Linked DNA regions of Mus musculus: regions 1, 2, 3, 4 and 6 are each linked to region 5. A link is a contact called in public promoter capture Hi-C data. All regions are on one chromosome and are shown on one strand. The core of a region is the stretch at or near the end of the contact, and the rest is flanking DNA. Distances in the headings are between cores, read along the strand shown. Region 1 overlaps Syk (spleen tyrosine kinase). Region 2 holds the start of Nxnl2 (nucleoredoxin-like 2). Region 3 holds the start of Diras2 (DIRAS family, GTP-binding RAS-like 2). Region 4 holds the start of 1700048B10Rik (a long non-coding RNA gene). Region 5 holds the start of Sema4d (sema domain, immunoglobulin domain (Ig), transmembrane domain (TM) and short cytoplasmic domain, (semaphorin) 4D). Region 6 has its middle 8.2 kb from the start of Gm2848.

What was found. Promoter capture Hi-C pulls out the DNA fragments that hold promoters and counts their contacts.
Region 1: a promoter capture Hi-C map of neutrophils shows a contact between it and region 5, with 5 times the contacts expected there. The contact joins the enhancer-like site here to the promoter of Sema4d in region 5. A contact is called at or near these places in 9 of 39 promoter capture datasets (the 3T3-L1 cell line, 3T3-L1-derived adipocytes, hippocampal neurons and 4 more), 1 of 484 Hi-C or Micro-C datasets (bone marrow-derived macrophages) and 7 of 115 datasets of contacts at active chromatin or transcription factors (T-cell acute lymphoblastic leukemia, double positive thymocytes, embryonic hindbrain and 4 more).
Region 2: a contact with region 5 is called in a promoter capture Hi-C map of pre-B cells, with 2.2 times the contacts expected there. The contact joins the promoter of Nxnl2 here to the promoter of Sema4d in region 5. A contact is called at or near these places in 3 of 39 promoter capture datasets (embryonic stem cells, liver and pre-B cells).
Region 3: a promoter capture Hi-C map of neutrophils shows a contact between it and region 5, with 5 times the contacts expected there. The contact joins the promoter of Diras2 here to the promoter of Sema4d in region 5. A contact is called at or near these places in 9 of 39 promoter capture datasets (the 3T3-L1 cell line, cranial neural crest, embryonic stem cells and 5 more), 4 of 115 datasets of contacts at active chromatin or transcription factors (astrocytes, embryonic stem cells, forebrain and 1 more) and 1 of 9 other capture datasets (liver).
Region 4: a contact with region 5 is called in a promoter capture Hi-C map of liver, with 4 times the contacts expected there. The contact joins the promoter of 1700048B10Rik here to the promoter of Sema4d in region 5. A contact is called at or near these places in 5 of 39 promoter capture datasets (the 3T3-L1 cell line, liver and stem cell-derived epiblast-like cells).
Region 6: a promoter capture Hi-C map of the HPC-7 cell line shows a contact between it and region 5. The contact joins the enhancer-like site here to the promoter of Sema4d in region 5. A contact is called at or near these places in 9 of 39 promoter capture datasets (3T3-L1-derived adipocytes, the C10 cell line, the HPC-7 cell line and 5 more), 7 of 115 datasets of contacts at active chromatin or transcription factors (bone marrow-derived dendritic cells, double positive thymocytes, embryonic stem cells and 2 more) and 1 of 9 other capture datasets (embryonic stem cells).

Annotation. Positions count from the first base shown.
Region 1 is chr13:52,617,840-52,621,019 of GRCm38.p6, reverse strand. It overlaps Syk (spleen tyrosine kinase), which reads right to left. Exons shown (of 14, transcript NM_011518.2): 4 at 81-219. Among named protein-coding and RNA genes, the nearest start is that of Syk, 23 kb to the right of the region's middle. Within about 2 kb of position 1,304, at least 28 of the 459 cell types and tissues checked have an H3K27ac peak or open chromatin away from gene starts, as enhancers often do. A contact at or near this core is called in bone marrow-derived macrophages and neutrophils, where this site is marked.
Region 2 is chr13:51,169,372-51,172,466 of GRCm38.p6, reverse strand. It overlaps Nxnl2 (nucleoredoxin-like 2), which reads right to left and starts at 1,442. Exons shown (of 2, transcript NM_029173.4): 1 at 843-1,442. The coding sequence starts at 1,144.
Region 3 is chr13:52,529,044-52,532,224 of GRCm38.p6, reverse strand. Diras2 (DIRAS family, GTP-binding RAS-like 2) reads left to right here and starts at 1,389. Exons shown (of 2, transcript NM_001024474.2): 1 at 1,389-1,805.
Region 4 is chr13:50,932,443-50,935,437 of GRCm38.p6, reverse strand. It overlaps 1700048B10Rik (a long non-coding RNA gene), which reads left to right and starts at 1,286. Exons shown (of 5, transcript XR_382361.2): 1 at 1,286-1,429; 2 at 2,093-2,183.
Region 5 is chr13:51,792,119-51,795,103 of GRCm38.p6, reverse strand. Sema4d (sema domain, immunoglobulin domain (Ig), transmembrane domain (TM) and short cytoplasmic domain, (semaphorin) 4D) reads left to right here and starts at 1,426. Exons shown (of 16, transcript NM_013660.5): 1 at 1,426-1,607.
Region 6 is chr13:52,563,267-52,566,695 of GRCm38.p6, reverse strand. No RefSeq gene overlaps it. Among named protein-coding and RNA genes, the nearest start is that of Gm2848, 8.2 kb to the left of the region's middle. Within about 2 kb of position 1,650, at least 56 of the 459 cell types and tissues checked have an H3K27ac peak or open chromatin away from gene starts, as enhancers often do. A contact at or near this core is called in the HPC-7 cell line, pre-B cells and pro-B cells, where this site is marked.

The DNA.
Region 1 (3,180 bases), core at 55-2,554, 830 kb before region 5:
GCAGACAGACAAAGAGAGAGAGATACAGAGACACACAGAAGTGAGTCCAGAGAGAGAGAGACAGAGAGACAGAGACATACCTGCCAGAGGGTGTCAAACTTCTTCCCCTCAGGAATGGAGAGCTTCCCGGTCTTGTCCCTGTCAATGCGGTAGTGCAATACTTTCCCTTCGTGCAGCAGGCACAGAGCATAGGAGCCGCTGTTGTCTCTGGCCCTGATCCTGCGAGAGAGAGCACACACCATATTACCCCTACTGCGACCTTTTGACCTAGGAAGCAGTACCGTCACTACAGTTGGTGGCCCTGGTGGGCAGCAGGTGCTCTCCAGCACCAGCAAATGGGCAGGTGGTGGGCACGCAGCACCCAGACCTCGAGATGACAGGAGGGCTCTGTACCAGAGCCAGCGAGTTAGCCAGAGGGAAACGCCAAGGGTTGGAGATGGACTATGGCAAAGATCCAGCAGGGCCATGGCGCTTTGGAGATCAGTGAAAGAGCTTGGGGGGGTGTGGCTCAGGGCCACAGGCACAGGCTTTGGGGTGTCTGTGAAGCCCCTAGACTCAGGTGAAGGACAGGTGAGGAGTCTAATGAGCTTGTTAACAGAACTTTCTGGAGCACACAAAGGAGGTTATGAACTCTTCTACTCCTATGGTCTTCTTCCCTTTCTCTTCAGTGCCAAGGCCGGGTTTAAGACATTGTTTGACATTAGCAGGTAGCATCCCCCACCTGAGACGGGAATGATAGCCACGTGGCATGAGCCAACAGAGACAGCCCAAGGCCTGAGGCGTCTGTAGGTGAATGAGACTTCATTGTTCCACTGGTACCAGGAGCTACATGTAGGACTTCAGGCCCCCATGGCGAGTGACAACATACAGGTGCACCCTTGAACCTCGAGACACAGGCACAAGGCAGTCCTGACATCATAGGAGGAATCAGTACTTAGGAAGGCCCCGGAGAAGGTGAGATCTGGCTGGCATGGCAATAGGAGGTGTGACTCTCCCAGTTCAGAGCCTCATTCCTCTGAGGCCATGCTATTCGCCGCCTTTCCAGCAACTCATGCGTTCTAATCATGAGATCTGGGGAAGGGCGAGTCCGTGGGACATCTGCGGTCTGGGAGTCCCTGAGGCCTCTGTGGCCTCTGCATTTGCTAAAGGAAGGAAGATGAATTTTCAGAGCATCCAGCATAAATGCACTGGACTTGGGAAGAGCTCAATCAAGTCCCAGCAGCCTGGAGAAGGGTGTCTGTAAACTGGGGTGGTTTGTACAGCTTTCTCCAAGCACACAACATCAAGGCCACAGCCACAGTCCAGGCTGAGCTGGGCCTTGGGACCGGAAGTGACCTCACTTCCCTTTCTCCTGCCATACCCATCTCCTCAAAGTAGGAGGAGGTTGCAACTTTACGAATGATTTCTTTTGAAATGGCGCTTGCCTGGCAGAGTGGCCAGGGCTCCCTCCAGGCCCCTGCTTGAAGCTCAGAGAAGCTGGTGAAGGGTGAAAGACCCTTCTCCGCCATCGTAGATTTGTGTTTTGAAATTTCACCACTGTGGAAACACCTCCTCCCTCCTACAGTCAGTCACGAGCACCCTGAGGTGCCAACTCCTTTGGGATGACTATGTGGCTGATAAAAGCCTGGTTGGTCATTGGGTAACGCCCAGTCACACAATAAAACACCATATATGAATAAAGGGTTGAGCCTGTTTTCTAGGGAAACCATTCACAATGTGTGCTGGCTTGCAGAAAGGACAATGTGTGAAAACACACACACACACACACACACACACACGTGTAAGGGGCTGGGATATGGTTCAGTGGGTGAGAACACTTGCGGTAAATCAGGCTGGACATCTTCACATGTGCCTGTAAGCCCAGCGACGGAGGTTGGAGAGAGACAAATGCTATGAGCTCCCAGGCTGACCAGCCCAGCTGAGGCAGTGAGCCTCTGCTCAGAGAGAGACCCTGTTTCAGAAGAATAAGTGGGAAGTGATAGAGGAAGATTCTGGAAATCTTCCTTGGGCATCTGCATTTGCATGCATGGGCATGCACATCAACACACATAAGTAGGCATAGAATACAGAGAGAGAGAGAGAGAGAGAGAGAGAGAGAGAGAGAGAGAGAGAGAGAGAGAGAGAGAAAGAAAGGAGGGGGAAGAAGGGGAAGTGGGAAGGTAAGGGGAGAGAGAGAGGAGGAGGAGAGGGAGGGTAAGGGGGAGGGTAAGAGGAGCGGTAAGGAGAGGGAAGTTCGGTAAGTAGTAGGAGGAAATGTGTATGTGTATGTACGTGCATGCTCGGCAGACAGACCTTGAACTTGCCCCTCATAGATGTGAGAGAGGAGGGTGTGACTTTTGCTGGAAGGGCTTAACCCTCTTCTCTACCTTTGTGTGCCCTCCAGGGTAAAAGAATGTGTGGGTGGTGGTGAGACCAGGCAGTGAGTGGAGGGCCTGGGAGATAATGAGATACTGAAGGCTTCGGTGTGTAAAACTCTAGGGATGCGGTCTGCATCTGATACAGAGAGAGCAGGACAGCAGGTTCACTCCAGCCTGAGTACCACTCAGTCTCTGTGGCTATCGTCCAGGGGCATCTGTGATGGGGTCAGAGTTGAAAGGGGAGGGAAAATGTCTGAATGGGCAGGAGGAGAGAGGATGGAAGATGGGCGGGGGAAGAGGAGGGGAAGGAAAGAGAGGTGAAGAGAGAGGGGAATAATAGGTGGGAAAATGATCATTGCTCAGAGCTAAGAATGCACAGTAGCCTTTCCAAGAAGGCTAGGAAAACAGGAGACAGGGATCCTGGAATAAGTGACATTTGGTACAGAAACGCTGTGCCTGCCAACACCTTGAAGTAGCAACACTGGGTGTTGTCTGTGCAGATCCTGAAAGCAAGATCGGTCCCTAAAGCAAACCAGATCTGAGGCATGCCAAACTTGTGTTCTCTACCCATGCGTCTTCTGAAACATCTTCCACAATCATCTCTCCCTGCACTGTGGAGAGGGTGCAGTAGGAAAAGTGCTTGTCTTGCAACCAGGATGATCTGAGTTCAACCTTTAGAATCCCTATTAAAGCAAACAAACAAGCCAAGCAGTGGTGGCGCACGCCTTTGATCCCAGCACTCGGGAGGCAGAGGCAGGCGGATCTCTGAGTTCAAGGCCAGCCTGGTCTACAGAGTGAGTTCCAGGACAGCCAGGGCTTCACA
Region 2 (3,095 bases), core at 193-2,692, 620 kb after region 5:
GCAGAGGTTGTCTACTGACATGCATGCACAAGTGCACACTTGTGAACGTGCACACACGGACACATACACACAGAGAGAGAATAAGGGGGCTTCTAGTTATTATGAATCCATGGGACATCTCAAAGTTGGCTTTGCTTCGTTTTCCAGAAAGGATTCACCGGTAGCATCGCAACTTGGATAACAAAGCCAGGACCCAGAGTTAAAGGATACCCAGGAACTGACATCTGTCCTAGAAGCGGGCAGGTCTGGGGGACGTGTGTTATGAGATCTCCATCTGGACTCTTCCATACCCACCTCTCACCCTTTATTGCTTCTTCTCCTGAAACTCTCAAGCCCTGCCTGCTCTAACATCTGTAGTTAGGGAACTCCATTGCTGTAGGTAAAAATAAGTCGCAGAGATGGCTAGCTAATATTTGACCTAGCTCTTCCCGCTATGAGCGCTATGAGGCCCTCCCCACTTCTCCCGGGGTACATCCGCTCCCCCCAACTCAGCTCTGTGGATAAGGCGGGGATCCACAGCGTCAGGAGGGTGGCTTCCCACCCTTCCTTCTGCCCACTGATCAAGGAGCCTAGCTAAGGGATGCCAGCCAGCATCAGTACCAGTCCTGGGGCTCCTGAGACATGTGAATTCCTGACACTCCAATCGTAAAAGGCAGAAAACGCTGGCAGACCGGAGCCCCGTGGATGCTGAAACCAAGATTCGGGGGAATTGGCCCACATTGAGATCTGAACAGCAAAAAAGGCCAGATAGAAAGTTAAGGGCTCTGAAACAATAGCACGGTACAGGTGCAGTCCTGGGGGAGCCAGAGCGCCAGCCCCATGACCCCTGGGTCCCCACTCACTGCCGGTAGGGGTCGTGGAAGGGCAATGCCAGCCAGGAGCCGTGCAGCTCGCGCATGAAGTCCAACATCTCCTCCGCACTGCCGTCTGCCGACACGAAAACCACCTCGAAGGGAGCGGGCCGCCGCGCCTCGCTCACCAGCTCCGTGTAGAAGTCGCAGAGCAGCGGCGTGAAGTCGCGGCTGGGCGAGCACCGGCCCGCCGCAAAGTACAAAGCTACCACCTTGTTCTGCAGCGCCACCTCGGCCTCCACCACCGTGCCCTCCCGGGTCACCAGGCGCCGCCCGCCCAGCACGTCCACCATCGCCACGAGCTCGGCGTGAAGAGGACACAGTGGAGAGACGAGCCCTGGGCTGCACGGCCACCTGTTAGCTGGAAGATGACACTGAGCCTCCCGCAGCACTAGGCGCCTCTCAGCCCCGCCTTCTGCTGGAACAGCTCACCTTGAGCCGAAGGGAGGAGAGAGCACAGTGGCCACTCCAGAAGCTGCGACAGCAGCGATGACAGCTGGGTGCCCCGCACCAAAAAGCAGAGCCACGCCATCAACCTCTCCCACCCTCTATTTTATCCTGCCTTGCAAACCCTCTCTACCCACCAGAGTCCTTAACATCCACCAGAGCCCTGCCCCGCTCCACCTGCGCCCCGCCCACCGGCATCCTGTCTCGCTCACCCACAACTAGTCCGGACATCCGAGGCTTGTTCGGGTCCACGCCCCCATCCCACCCCACGGGCCCAGTTCCACACCACCTAATCCACTCCTGCTCTGTTCTGCGGACCGGAGTTCTGTTCCGCCCACCAGCCCCTCCCCACCTCACCCAAAAGAGCCTAGACTCACCAGGGTTCTGCCCCGCCCACTGCCCCTACTCCTCCATCCACGCCACGCCCCTCACCCTCCCTTGGAGAATCTTCCAGCCCTAGATAAGCCTTACAGCTTTCCTGGCTCCAGCTGGCCATCTCCAATCCGCCCTCCCAATCCAGAAAAGCATTCCCTCATTGAGCCTGGAGCCCCCACCCCCACCCCCCACCCCCGAAGCTGTTGTGTCTGCTTAGGGCCTCTGAAAAGGGTTGAGGAAGCTAAAGGGTTCTTCTACCTCTAATCGAAATAGGCAGGCTATGGGGAGCCTGGGCTCTTGTGTTCCGGATGTATACCTCCACCGCCCATATCCTGGAGTTCTGGAAGAAAATTGAGGGCAGATCTCAACGTTGACGGAGGAGAGCCAGAGTGCTAAAGATACGCAGGCGCTGTGACGGTCCAGAAGTTTTTACAGTAAGAAAGTTTCAGCTCCCTGCCAAGCTGGAGGAGGCACTCTTGTGGGTCAGCGTGTACCGGCACACCCAAAACCTTAGGGATCTAGATAACTAACCCTCAAGAGCAGTATTTTAAAAATTAAAGAGTAGGATCTGGAAAGATGGCTGAGTCATTAAGAGCGCTGGCTGGTGGCTCTTGCCGAGGACGCGTGTTCTTTTGTCAGCACCCTCAAGGTGGCTTACAAAACTTCTGAAACTCCAGTTCTAAGGGATCACACACCCTCTTCTGGCTTCTAAGGGCACCAGGCACACATATGGTACAATGCGGGCAACGCATTCATACACATAAAGTAAGAATAAATAAAACATATTGCAAAAAGGTTGTAGGAAATTATTGAAACTTAGAGGCGGTGACGGAAACCAGCATATAGGATCCCAGATCATGCCACTTTGGTGCGCTGGTTGTTTGGAGTTCTAAGCACTCTGAAAACAGCAAACCGAGGAGAGGTTTCTCTGTGCTTCCCCGTTGTGCCCTCAAGGCAGGTTTGCCGAGAGAACTGAACTGCCATCGACAGAGACTTTCACAATTCCCAGACAAACTGCCTGAGCCTCCTCTATCTCATGTGTATTCCTCCAAGGACCTGTTCATCTCCAGTAAGTGAGCTACGCCTGCCTTTCCCCTGTGGGGGTGGACTAAATCCCTCGACCCTGTCACATTCACCGGTAGTCACTTTTCTATCCCCATATCAACTGCTAAAGAGTGGTTTTCCCCTATGCACCTGCCAAGTGTCAGCTTATTCAACAGACACCATGGAATGTCTGTCCAGCCTGATTTTGGAAGCCTTCAGCTGCCCTCCCGCAGAGGCAGCCTATCATCTGCAGGGGTGATGGGACTCTACATTGCCTGGGTGCCCAACTTGACTGGTCCCCTCTCAGAGCTTCAGTGGACTCTGTAGAGACTTGGAGGGATCGTGACTTTCGATGTAGAACTTCAGGGGCCAGCAAGC
Region 3 (3,181 bases), core at 140-2,639, 740 kb before region 5:
GTCATCTCCACAGTCATACACAGACCTTCATAATGGAGAGACTGTGGACATGTGGACTTCCTGCTCACAGGCATATTCAAAGTAGGGCTACATTTGTGAAGGCCACTCTCAAATGGCCTTGTTAAAAATGGTCTACTCCCTTCTTATTTTAGTAGCCATAGCACTAAGGCCAGAGTCAAGCTGAACTAAGGAACAAAGATGTTATCTTAACTGTAAATAGTGAAAGCATATCTTAGGTAAGATTTCAAAACAAACAAACAAACAAACAAACATGTTTCCTGTGAATAGCAGGGCAGAGATTTGCTTTGCAAACCAACTTCAAAGGATTATATCCTCTGAAATTACAGGACTCCAGAACTTACCCAAACAGAAAAGTGACTATATTATAGCTTACAGAATCTGTAAGCTAAGCCTAATTTAGAAGATACAGGCCCCATTTTGTAATTCTTTTACCACATCACCAAAGGACAAAGATAAGGATAAAAAAAGAAAAAAAGAGTTTCCTCCAGCCATAGAGTGCAAGTATGATATAGGTAGATGTTCCTGTCCAGCGCTTACAAAATGTCAGTACAGCATATTCTCTCTCTCTCTCTCTCTCTCTCTCTCTCTCTCTCTCTCTCTCTCTCTCTCTCTCTCTCTCTCTCTCTCTCTCTGTTAATTCTTTGAAATGGTCATGAAAAGCTGCTGAGCAGCGTGGTCCCCCAAGCTTACCCAAAGAGGTGATGTCAGAGCCCTGTCCTGTTAAAACGCTTGAATTCTTGTAGTATGGTTGCCTTTCAGGCAGGGAATTTCTTGGCACCTCTAAGTGACAGGCTGTCTTGTGATTTAGCACATGTGACTACTATTGTCGACTTGACAGAATCTAGAGTCACCTGGAGACGGGCCTCAGGCTTGTGGGAGGAGAGATTATCTTGATTACTTAAGTGTTGTGCAAAGGCCGGTCTTGACTGTGGGCTAGACCATTCCTGGGTACAGGATCCTGGACTATACAAATTGATCTCGGTAGCAGCGTGCTTCCACAGTCGTCTAAGTTCTGATTACCGATGCGATGTGATCAGCCATTTCAAGATTTTTTTTTTCCTGCTTTGCTTTTTTACTCTGAACTATGAGCCAGAGCAAACCCAGTTTTCCTTAGCTTGTTTTTGTCACAGCTACAGGAACAGAAACCTTGCCCAGTGACCAAGTCTTATTGCGTGGTAAGCAGTGATTAAGTACACTAGGGTAGGAGCATAGTTTTAAACACAGGAATCCACTGTCCTTTCAACGGAATGATTTTTGATTCATTTAATTTTCAGAAAATTCTAGTCTCTTGTCATCTATTCCAGAAGCTTTCGGTAGAGGGCAGCTGAAGGCTCCCGGTGAAAAGCAGGCCACCGCAACGAGCAACCACTGTGCTTGCAGGAGCTTGAGGAGGGTGGAGCCGGAGGCCGGGAGGCTAGAGCCAGAGAGCACCGCGTGGGAGGACTGCACAGGGCCAGGCGCGCGTGCGGGCGGTGCAGGGAGCGGTGCTGGAGGTTGTAAGGCTGTGCAGAGAGCTCGGGCGGGTGCATAAGGCAGAGAGGGGCAGACAGAGAGGGGCAGCACAGGGGGCAGGACGTTGCATTGGGCGTTGCACTGGAGGTGCAGGGCTCTGGACATTGCACTGGGGGTGCGGTGCACAGGGCGGTGCGGGGCGCAGGGCAGCTGACAGCGTCATCAGGCGGGAGCAGCGCGCACTCCGCCTCAGCAGCCACCGCATCGCGCTGCGCGCAGCGGGTCCCGGAGCTGCGCCTGGAGACCTGCGGCTCTGAGCCGGCTCTCCCCAGGTAAGCAAGCCACCACGGCTCTCGGCTGGAGCTGGATACAGCTCGCGGGTGCCCGGCGCTTTTGGCCAGTCCTGGGAGCCAGAGGAGCAGGATTACTCTCTGGGGCTGAAGATCAGTATGTATCCCAGGACTTGGAGAGGGGGACCAGCCAGCCTCATCCTGCATCCTTCCAGGAGGGGAGGGCGAGGACGAAGCCATAGCTCAGTTGGGAGAACGTTAGACTGAACACCTAACATTGCTTTGAAGGGGCAAAACCTCAGGGTCTTACCCAAGATTAGGGATCCCGTCCTAACAGGAGTTGCGGTTGGGGAAATTCTTTGACTGCAGGTATTCTAATGAATGCGGAAGATTCCATCGATTTAGGAAAAGTCTCCTAAAGAGGTACAGCTAGAGAAAGAAACATTCAGAGCCAAGAAGAAATGGCTAGGGGATTCCTGATGTTTGGATCCCAACCTCTAGACTTAACGCTCTGGAAAGGGACCCGCCCCAATGTCTCATTTCCTATTTTAAAGACCAGGCTTGGGATATCCACGGGACTCCCCTTCTTCTCCCGGTGGGAGCTCAGGCAAGTCTCAGCATCTAGTCCAGGCAGAAGAACGTGGGTCTCCATCAGAGGACAATGACAGCTGGCTGCCCAAGGGTTGGACTTCCCCACCCTGCTTTGCGATTCCATGTCCCAGTTCATATTCTTTGGGGTTGGGGGATCTTTGGAACTGGACACCACACATCTCGGTTGTTCCATGCCTTCAAAGGTGGAACACAGTATAACTTGGGTGGAGGAATCCGTGCCCAGCCAGCCTTGTTTAGGAATTCATTTCACATTTTGGTTCTTGTTAGCTTTTAATCGGGCCCCCGTGCATACTAGTTTATACTAGCAGAAGTTTTGTGATTTGCTTAAAAGAAAAAAAAACCCATAAAATATTATTTTAAATGACTATTTTCTAAGTAACAGCAAAAAAGCTGAAGTATTTTAGATCTCAGATCAGTCTAGATGTGTTCTTTCCCACTGGCATTTGGGTTCGAGGAGGTGGAGTGGGTGGTAGAGAAAAGGGAATAAAATTAGAATAAATTTAACAAATTTGTATGGGAATCATACTTTAAAAAAAGAAATTGTTGTTGCCTAAAATTGCAAACTATTCAGTTTTATCTGTGCCCTTCGAACTGGAGAGGGCCCTGAGCACAAGAAGACACAACACCCCCCGCACCCCCATCCCAAATATATCAGAGAAACAGAAGGTGGTACAGGTAGGAGGTCCGTTTGACTGAAGATTTTACATTTAGTGCAGGTGGCTGTCCCTGGAGAACCCAGGCAAGGAGCGGGGAGAGGCAGGGCTGACACAGACTGTAGCCAGGCTCCGAATCCTGTTCAGTTTTCT
Region 4 (2,995 bases), core at 37-2,536, 860 kb after region 5:
GCTCAAGAGTCTCCCCAGAGAAGACGGGCTGACACTATTGCTCTTTGCTGTGTCCCAGAACTTGAATCTCAGACCCTGTACTTATTATACCCACATAAATGTGCAACAATAAAGAAATCATGAGTTGGGTGGGGAATGGGAGAAGCTGAGGGGCAGGAGCATGACTGAAGTGGACATAGTTCCCCTGTACGGAGTTCTCAAAAACATATGAAATCATTAAGTTAGAAGAAACCAAAAATTGAAGGTTGGGAGGAAACACAGGAAGTGCACAGGAACCAGGAGGGCTAGTTAGCAAGAGATTGAAACTATTTTCCAAAAGTACTGGAGAAGTCATGAAAAATTTGGGGAAATTGCTACATCTGAGAAAAAAAATTCTGGATTAAAATTATCCATCACTAAAATAGTGCAATGAACGATCAGAAAAGGCAATAGAAAATAGCTTTTAATTTTAAAATATTTTGGGAGCAAAACCAAGTATGACAAGCTATGACTATTTTACGATACACCTTTGGAGCTCACTAGTTAATGGTATTAGCACACATGGCAGGGCAGGCATTAAGGAAGAGCCTTACTCTGAGGTAAAGGACAGTATACACTTGTAGACATAGACACTGCTTAAAAGTGTCTCACTTTTACTTTTATACTGTGAGTTTTTTGTTTGTTTGTTTGATTGTTTGTTTTCGAGACAGGGTTTCACTATATAGTCCTGGCTGTCCTGGAACTCACTTTGTAGACCAGGCTGGCCAGAAATCTGCCTGTCTCTGCCTCCCGGGTGCTGGGATTAAAGGCATGAGCCACCACCGCCCACTGTGAGTTTTTTGAAGACAGGAATTCCTTCAGTCTTGTGGCCCTCTGGACCCAGTAGATGATCCCTAGTGAAAGGTGAAGGATCACTGACTGAATACATAACTGAAGGCTTTTGTACTCAGGGAGGACCCGCAGCTGGGAGCAAACCGAAAATCTGCCCTTCAGAAATAGCTCTGTATTTTGGGACCTGAGAAAGGAAGTGCAATAGCAAGCGAGCTCTCCTGTGGACAGAGGCAATGGGATGGGGAGGTGCACCCTAGCTGGCACAGTCCTGGAAAGGAAGCACAGAGCATGCAAAGCCTCTCTCCTTAACCCTGCTGTAATAAGGCTGTCTGCTTGTGGTAGGGACATGAACCTTCTCATGTGTACACGAGTCACATGACCTCAGTATGACCAATCAGGAGAGTCCTGGTTCACTACCCAGTCTGATTGGCCAAGTTCTGGACATGTGACCAATTAGATCTTGACCTGGAGTTACAGTTGGTGCGAAGGTGCTGAGACAGTTGGTAACTGACCTGTTATAACTGAGGTTAAGTTTTCACTCCGGGGCTACAGAGGTAGAGTCAGTGTGCTCAGGCATGATTTCAGGAGAGCTGCTCCTGTCTACTCCCCCAGCACCCAGGTACAGCCTAGTTTTTCTAGTCTTGCTGCTGATGTGACTCCCTAACCCGCCTTCTCATCTTGTCAGAACCACTTTGGTTGTGTTGTAGGCACTGACCCTTTCTTCCCACTGCCTGGCGATTGGAGGCCTTGGGGCTGCAGAATATAGATGCTGAACGTCCCAGGACTCTGTGCAGCACTCCCTGGACAGTTCGGGGTGGCTGAGACAAGCAGGCTCCTGCCCAGCACAAGCCCTGTGGACCATCACAGGGAAGCAGAGCCTTGCCCTCTTTCATGTCCCCCTTTTATGTCCAGGTTCCTCCAAAACGGGCACATTATGCATAGAAATGAGAACATACCACAGTTGTCTTTAGAGACTTGGCTTGTCACATGAAGCATTTTCCTTAGTTCCACCTACTTTCTGGAAAATGACACTTTTCATTCTTTGTTTTTGTTTGTTTGTTTGTTTTCGAGACAGGGTTTACTCTGTGTAGCCTTGTCTGTCCTGGAGCTCACTCTGTAGGCTGGCCTTGAACTCAAAAATATGCCTGCCTCTTCCTCTCAGGTGCTAAGATTAAAGGCATATGCCACCACACCTGGCTGACACTTTTTATTCTTAAGGCGAGGTCCTTTTTCGTCTCGTACACTCTTCACATGATTTTATTTATGGATTCGTGTATTTCAGACTCACCTTATATTCCTGAGTGGACTGATGTTCATGAACATGAGCTTATAAATGTGTTGTTTATCATGAAGTATCACGGACTCTCGTTAAGGTTTGTCACTTCTTTTACATGAAAATATTGGTAATAGTGTTTGGTTTACTGTAATTTTAATTGTTTGTGTATGTCTGCACACATGGGAAGGACAGAGGACCAATTGTGAGGCCAGTTCTCTCATTCCACCATGTGGGCTCCAGGAACAAAACTTGGATCATCTGGTCTGGTGGTAAGCAACTCTATCCACAGAAGCAGCGAGCTTTCTGTTTGTCTGGTTTTGGTTACAGGGTAATGTTGGCTTTCTGGAACACAGTGGAAAGTGTCCCTTCCCTTTTAGTTTATGGAATTATCTTAGGAACATTGGTGTTCTTTAAAAGTCTGGTAGAATTCATTTATGAATATGTCAAGCCTTGGAGTTTTGTTGATGTTTTTCCAGGTAATATTTTAACTTCATTGCTTGTTATTGATCTATTCAAGCATTTTATATATATTTTGAAATTTGTCCATTACTCCCTGTTTGACAATTGGTTGCAGGATAGGTTTCCTATATCTGTTTCAAAGATTCTTAGATATGTTCTAATGGTTCTTTTTTTCCTTTTTATGATCTATATATTGATTTGTTGTGAGTTAGTACACAGTTGCTGTCTTCAGACACACCAGAAGAGGACATCAGATCCCATTACAGGTGGTCGTGAGCCACCATGTGGTTGCTGGGAATTAAACTCTGGACCTCTGAAAGATCAGTCAGTGCTCTCAAAGCCCAAGCCATCTCTCCAGCCCTGTTCTAAAGGTTGTTAGAGCCTTGCTGTATCTGCTACTGTATCACAGTCATTTGTCTCTAGTTTTACCCTGTATCTTCTCTATCCTTA
Region 5 (2,985 bases), core at 177-2,676:
AGGGTTCTTGACCCACAGGTTGAGAAACACAGCCCTAGAGCAAAGACAACCGACCCTCCTCTGGTTGGTTCTACTGTTTTGACCTCTAGTAGGCCTATTGTGCTCTCTGAGCCAGCACTGACTGGCACACCTAACCTGAAGAAGCTTCCTGGTTCTTTCTAGGACCTTCTATCCTTTAGGAAGGGCTTGCTCAGTTTAACTGCTGTCAGCTGCCTGCCTTCCCAACAGCCTCATCCCTGCTGGAAGCCCCTAAGGGCCTTCTGGAATTCAGGAAGCCACCAGTCTGCCTAGAGACTGGTCTTGATCTATTTCTTGGTTCTTCCGGCAGGTTCATTAAGGAACTGGGTTTCCTTTTAGGGAGGGACTGTGTCTCTGGGCAGCACTTCCCACCTGGCCAGTTACTGTGTGAACTGAGGGTCACTTCTCCCTTCAAGGGCAGAAAAGGACATGCCCTGTGGCTGCAGTGTGTGTGTGTGTCTGTGTGTGTGTACCCATGCAATATGCCATGAGGTCAACCCAGGTGTTGTCCACTTAGTTTTAGGAGACAGGGTCCCTTACTGAAATCTGAGTCTGACTTCGGATTAAGTAAGGCAGGCTGGCTGGCCAGTGAACTCCATCCAGGGTTCCACCAATAGTCTCTGCCTCAACACTGGGATTACAACAAAGCACCACTGTCTGGGTTTTTTTTTAATCATAGGTTCTGGAGCACCAACCTCAGAAAGCATGTTAAGGACCTGGCTATGTCTACCCTTTGTACCAACCAACTTCGGAAGGCCCAGAATTAGTTAGAAATGTATCTCATCGGGAGCTGCATACAGGAAGCCTTGGTCCATGGGAAGAACCACCCACACCTTGCATTGAGAACCCCAAAGGGTCTATCCTAGATCATAAAGGTAAGAGCCCAGCATCTCTGGGGTCAACGCTGGTGACCCCAGAGCATGGGGCACAGGAGACTTTGGGGACCTGGACGAGCAGGCTGGATCATTAGGAGGCTGAAAGGATCAAAAGGCTCCTTTTGCTGGTAATCTCCTCTGTTTTCAAGAGACCAGACTTGGGTAGGAAAGAGCCCCTGGGGTCTGGACCATGGGGCTTTGGGGGATGGGGGACGGGGGGGGGGGGACACGGGGGAAGAGGACGAGGGAGTTGGATGAAAAGAGGAAGAGGTGGTGGAAGGTAAATGGGGAAGGAAAGGAAGGGAGGGAGAAAGGAAACAAGAGGGGAGCAGGAGAAAAAGACTGGGGTAGGTGAAGACAGGGGCGGGGCGCGGGAGGGCAAGGAAGAAGGGAGAGAGGTTGGGGTGAGAGGAGGGACTAGGAGGAAGGGGGAGGGGCGAAGGGAGGGAAGAGACGGGAGGGGGAGGGGAGGAGGCGGGAAGGGAGGGAGAGGGGGTGGGGCCTGCACGCTAGCCCCGCGCCCTCCTTCCCCACGCCGGCCTCCGCTCCCTCTCGCGCCGCAGCATCTCCGCGCGTCTCCCGGCCTCCCCGACTCAAGCTCCTGGCGCCGTTCGCCTCTGTCGTCGCTGCCACCAACGCCGCCGCCATTCTTGGCGCGGAGCTGGCCTGGCCAGCCCCCGCCGAGAGCCTCCGCGGGTCGGACGCGCGCTCCAGGTAAGCGACTGGGCCGGCGCGGGAGGAGCGCGCGCGGGGTTGGGCAGGTGCGCGGAGCGCGGCGAGCCCCCGCGGTAAACCTAGGAACCCTGTTGGAGCCTCTCCTGCGACCCCCTCGGGGCTCCCAGGATCCCTCTCCGAGCTTCTTCCCCAGGTTCTCCCACACCGCTAGGACCTAGTCTGCATTCCCACCTGGATGCCCCCGGACTCCCTCTGCGTTCGCATCAGGATCCTTTGGGTCCCCTCTGAGTCCCATCCGGATTCCTCACCCCCCTCTACATTTCCACCGCGTTTTCCAGACCCTCTCTGCAGTTCCACCCCAGCCCGGATCTCTCTCCGGCGTCCCTTCCCTAGCTCCCGCCAGGCCCTGGCAGGCAGGTGGCTGGAGCAGGGACACGGGACAGGCAGCGGATGCGACTTGACCAGCCAGGCCCTGCACGCTGGGACCCCCGGGTGCTGACTCCTTGATCGGTGCCTCCCAGGTCAGGCCCGGTGCCCGTAGCCGGGCTCCCAGCCCCGGCCTAACCAGCTTCTATTTCGGTCTCCCAGGCCTTGGCTCGGGTGCACCGGATGTGGCGCGGTGCACTCAGACAGGTGCGGCCGCGGTGAGGTTGCCACCGCCGGGCAGTGGGCACTGCAAGGCGGTGGCTTCCTGGAAGATTCGGGCTGCGTTATTCTAGAACCGCCCGGAACCACCACCAGCTTTAGCTCGAGCTGCACCTGTTGCTGGCGCCCGATGATTTGCAGGGGGCTGGTTCTGTTGGGGCTCAGCCAGTTATGGCTTGGGGAAAAAAATCAGCCAAAAAACAAAACAGCGCTGAGCACGTAGCTGCCCTCTATATGTTTTCTGTTTAGTCTCTCTGTGGGTGAATGTGGAGTTTTGGCTTTCAATGAAGCATGTGGTGAAGGCCTGCCCCTACATACTGGGTCATTTGCCACATGAACTTGTCCTGCTTTTGTTTTGAAAACCCTCACTGTGTGGAGCACAGCCCAGGCCCGTGGGTGGCCCAACCTCTCACTGGACTGGGGGCCTGTAGCCAGCCATCTGACCCAGCTGTGGGTCTACCAGGCGCTACCAAACGGAAGTTTCCTTCCCAGGAGGGTGAAGTGACACCAGCGGTCTGTCACTTCATATGTGCCCCTGGCGTCTGACTTGTCTCTTGTCTGCCCAGGCAGGCAGGGTTATTTGGGAATGTTTACAGTGTCCCAGAAGCAGGCAGTCTTGGGCAGAGGTGGGGGTAGATCCCGGTAGCGACTATAATGGCCTGATTGTCATTTTGACCGTTGCTGTCTGTGTGCATCACGTCAGAGCGATCATCTGTTGAGAAGCGGAATGGATAGAATAGTGAGCAGGGATGTTGGTGTGGGCAAAGCTTGT
Region 6 (3,429 bases), core at 401-2,900, 770 kb before region 5:
AACTCTGGGATTAACACTGGGTTTCTGGCATCTTTATGATAAACCGCTCTGCTGGGGGAACAGTTAGGGCTAGCCAGCATCTCCTGGTGTAAGGAGATTGGAGTTAGTCAGCCACAGTTCCTGGCTGAGGCTCCCTTGTGATGCGCACTGACTTAGGGAAGCTCTTCCAAGATCAGGACCCGCAGGGGAGAATGAATGGATTCGTCTCTTCTCTACCCCTGAGCAGGCAGTGACCTTGGGTCCCATACCCATGGTCTGCACGCTTTCAAGTTTTGCGGCTTTCAAAAGGAAGTTGGAGTACAGGTGGTGAGCAGCTTTGTTGAAATGGTGAGGCTTAACACAGTGTGTCAACCACTTACATCATTCTCTTTTTCAAGTTCCGAGTCTCCATTACTGCGAAGAGGTGCAACTGGGACTGCAGGCACCAGGGCCTCAGAATGAGCTCTGTGCACCTTGCTGGGCTCCTACTGTATCTTTGTCTTCAGTTGACCTTCAAATATCCCAGCTATGGCTGTGGAGAGTGAGATATTTTCCAACCGTAACAGTCCTACTTGACTCCCATGGAGACCTCCTCATAGGTCTCACGAGCTTTATCAAAAATGAGTGACCTAGGTTGAGTAGACCACTCAGTGTAGAGTGCTTGCTGCACATGCGTGTGTACCTGACTTCAATCCTTGGGCAAAAGCCATGTATGGCCACACACGATTGTAATTCCAGAGCCAGGGAGGTGGAGGTGGAGATGGGTGAACTCCAGGAGTACCAAGACTGCTTGGCAAAGTTCCAGGCCACAGAGCAACCGTCCTTCAAAAAAAAGGTGGAAGGCATTTGAGGAATGACATTGGAGGTTGTACTCTGACTCCCACAAACATGTGCACACATGTACACACATGCACCTGCACAGTGTTTGTGTATGTGTGTGTGTATGTACACACATACATATATACACATATACACACATATACATATACACATGTACAAATATGCACGCACACTCACACATACGCGCGCGCGCGCGCACACACACACACACACATAAAGAGAGGGAAAGGGAAAGTTTCCTAGAGGTTTTCCTTGCCCGACCTGACTTGAAATCCAGCAGAGGGCACTATACTGTCAGCCAGACAGACATCTTCCTTCTAAGTGAGCAACTGGTAACAGCTGCCAGCTTTTAGCAAAACCAGTCTCATCTGGACAAGGGCTCCCTGTCCAAAAGGAGGCTAAGAACACACAGCAAGGATGCAATCCCATTCCAGGAGAGCCAGCTCAGACATGAAGGCACCAGTGAGACCTTGTCCTCTTTAACAGAGTCCTTACATTTCACGCATGACGAGACACGATAACCGCTTTGTATTCTTCCCGGGCTCTATTTATAGCAGTTATTAATGCGCCCATAATGGAAGTTCTTCTGCTTTTGGGGAACTGACTGTGAGACTAAATGACACCATGGTGACATCCTCTGCCAGGCATTCGGTATGGGCTGCTGCCTCCGAAATTGCCCATTTGGAGAACGTGTGCATGTCACAGGTTGTTTTCAAAAACCTTGAAAAAATGTCTAGCCATAGTTGCTAGGATTCAGATGTGAATGCCAGATTATCATAATGAACAAGCAGGGATTTTTGGCTGGTCTGGGGTTAGTTCCTTCTTTAGCTTGAATGTGACCTCTATGCTCAGGTCACTGAACGAACATTTCTTTACCTGGTTTCCTGAAGCCACATCCATACACAGCGATGTCTGGTGTCCACAGTCACTGCAGACCTTCTCCATTCTGGTGAGCAAGTTATTATCAAAGGCTTCTAAGCAGCCAATACTTTAAACATTTTATGAAAAACAAAAAACAAAAGTGATTCACAGTTGGTGGAGTGTCTGCCTAGAACTCCTGGAGTCCTGGGTTCGATCCCCAGCACCACATAAATGATTTGTGCAACCTCAGCACTCAGAAGGCGGAGGCAGATGGATCAGAAGCTTGAAGTCATGCTTGGCTACGTGGTGAGTTCAAGGCCAGTCTGGGCTACACGAGATTCTCAAGATCTTAAAACAAAACAAAACAAAAAACCGAACTTTTAAGTACATCACCCACGTGACTATGAAAACTGCTCATACCAGCTGTCTTTAGCACCTGATTTGATTGGCAGAGGAATGTCCTCAAGGGAAGCCCAGCCCAGACAATGGTTTTAGGAGTCAGGGCTCCAGGGCTCCAGGGCTCCAGGGCTCCAGGGCTCCAGGGCTCCAGGGCTCCAGGGCTCCAGGGCTCCAGGGCTCCAGGGCTCCAGGGCTCCAGGGCTCCAGGGCTCCAGGGCTCCAGGGCTCCAGGGCTCCAGGGCTCCAGGGCTCCAGGTGTGGCTCTCTCCCCAACCAGTCACAGGAGCAAATCTTGTGAGGGCCGGTTTAGCTCCATCAGTCACCTGGAGTGGGGGGTGTGCTTCACCCAGGAGGAGTTTCAGACAGTGCCCCTCCAAATGCCTTTCCCGACACACCTGTGCTGGCTGTTAGCTGGTTATTTAGAGATGCAGGATTAACTCTGAAGAGTTGGCTGTCCTTCTGTACAAAGGATTTTGGACCAATCTGACTTTGTAAGCAGCGGATGCAGACCAGAGCTAGTTTATGCAGTTGTAGCAGGCGCTGACATCTGACCCCACAGAACTGGGCATCAAACCTCATATGATTTCATCTGCATCACAGGACAACCCTGGCTGGCTGTGCACCTTGCTTATCCTCTATAGCCTCACCCACCAGCCCTTTGTCAAGTTCTGTGAGGGATGCTGTCTCGCCCTCTCTGAGTCATGAAGTAAATGTGGGCGCCATCAGCTGGAGTTCTTAAAAGGCCATGCTTGTGCTAGACATTTTACAAGGTTGACTGATTGGAACTTCAATGGCTCGATTATTACAGGTCATGAGCCAGATTAATATTGGCTCCCATGGGCCTTTATCTTGCCGTGTGTTGCCTATCTCCCTGTAATATAACCAACATCGCCAGGAACTCTTCTGAGAGACTGCTACTTAGATGCAGTTGGGACCTGACTTTTGCTGCAGAGAAAAATTTCAGAACAAGTCAGTGAGTTGAAGACGGGATGTATTAAAATAAGAATGTGGCATGCTTATGTTACAGAGTATGTACCAGAGATGACCACTCTGTTTATAGCCAACTCAAAGTCTATTCCAGCGAGCCGGGACTACACTCAATTTTTCAGGGACCCACCTGTAGCCCTGAATATTTAGACCAAGGGGCTTTTAAAAGGCAAAACTATACCCTGATATCTCACTCAGCAGCTTCAGGGGGCGGTTTGTCCAAGCAAACAGTCTAACAGAACCTAAGAGGTATCCTGACTCTAGGTTCCTAGAATAGAACTGGGTTGGGTCATTTCCCATGGGATTCTCAATCAAGATCAGATTTTAGTTAAGTCTGAAGTGTCCTTGGGAAGAACACAAGGT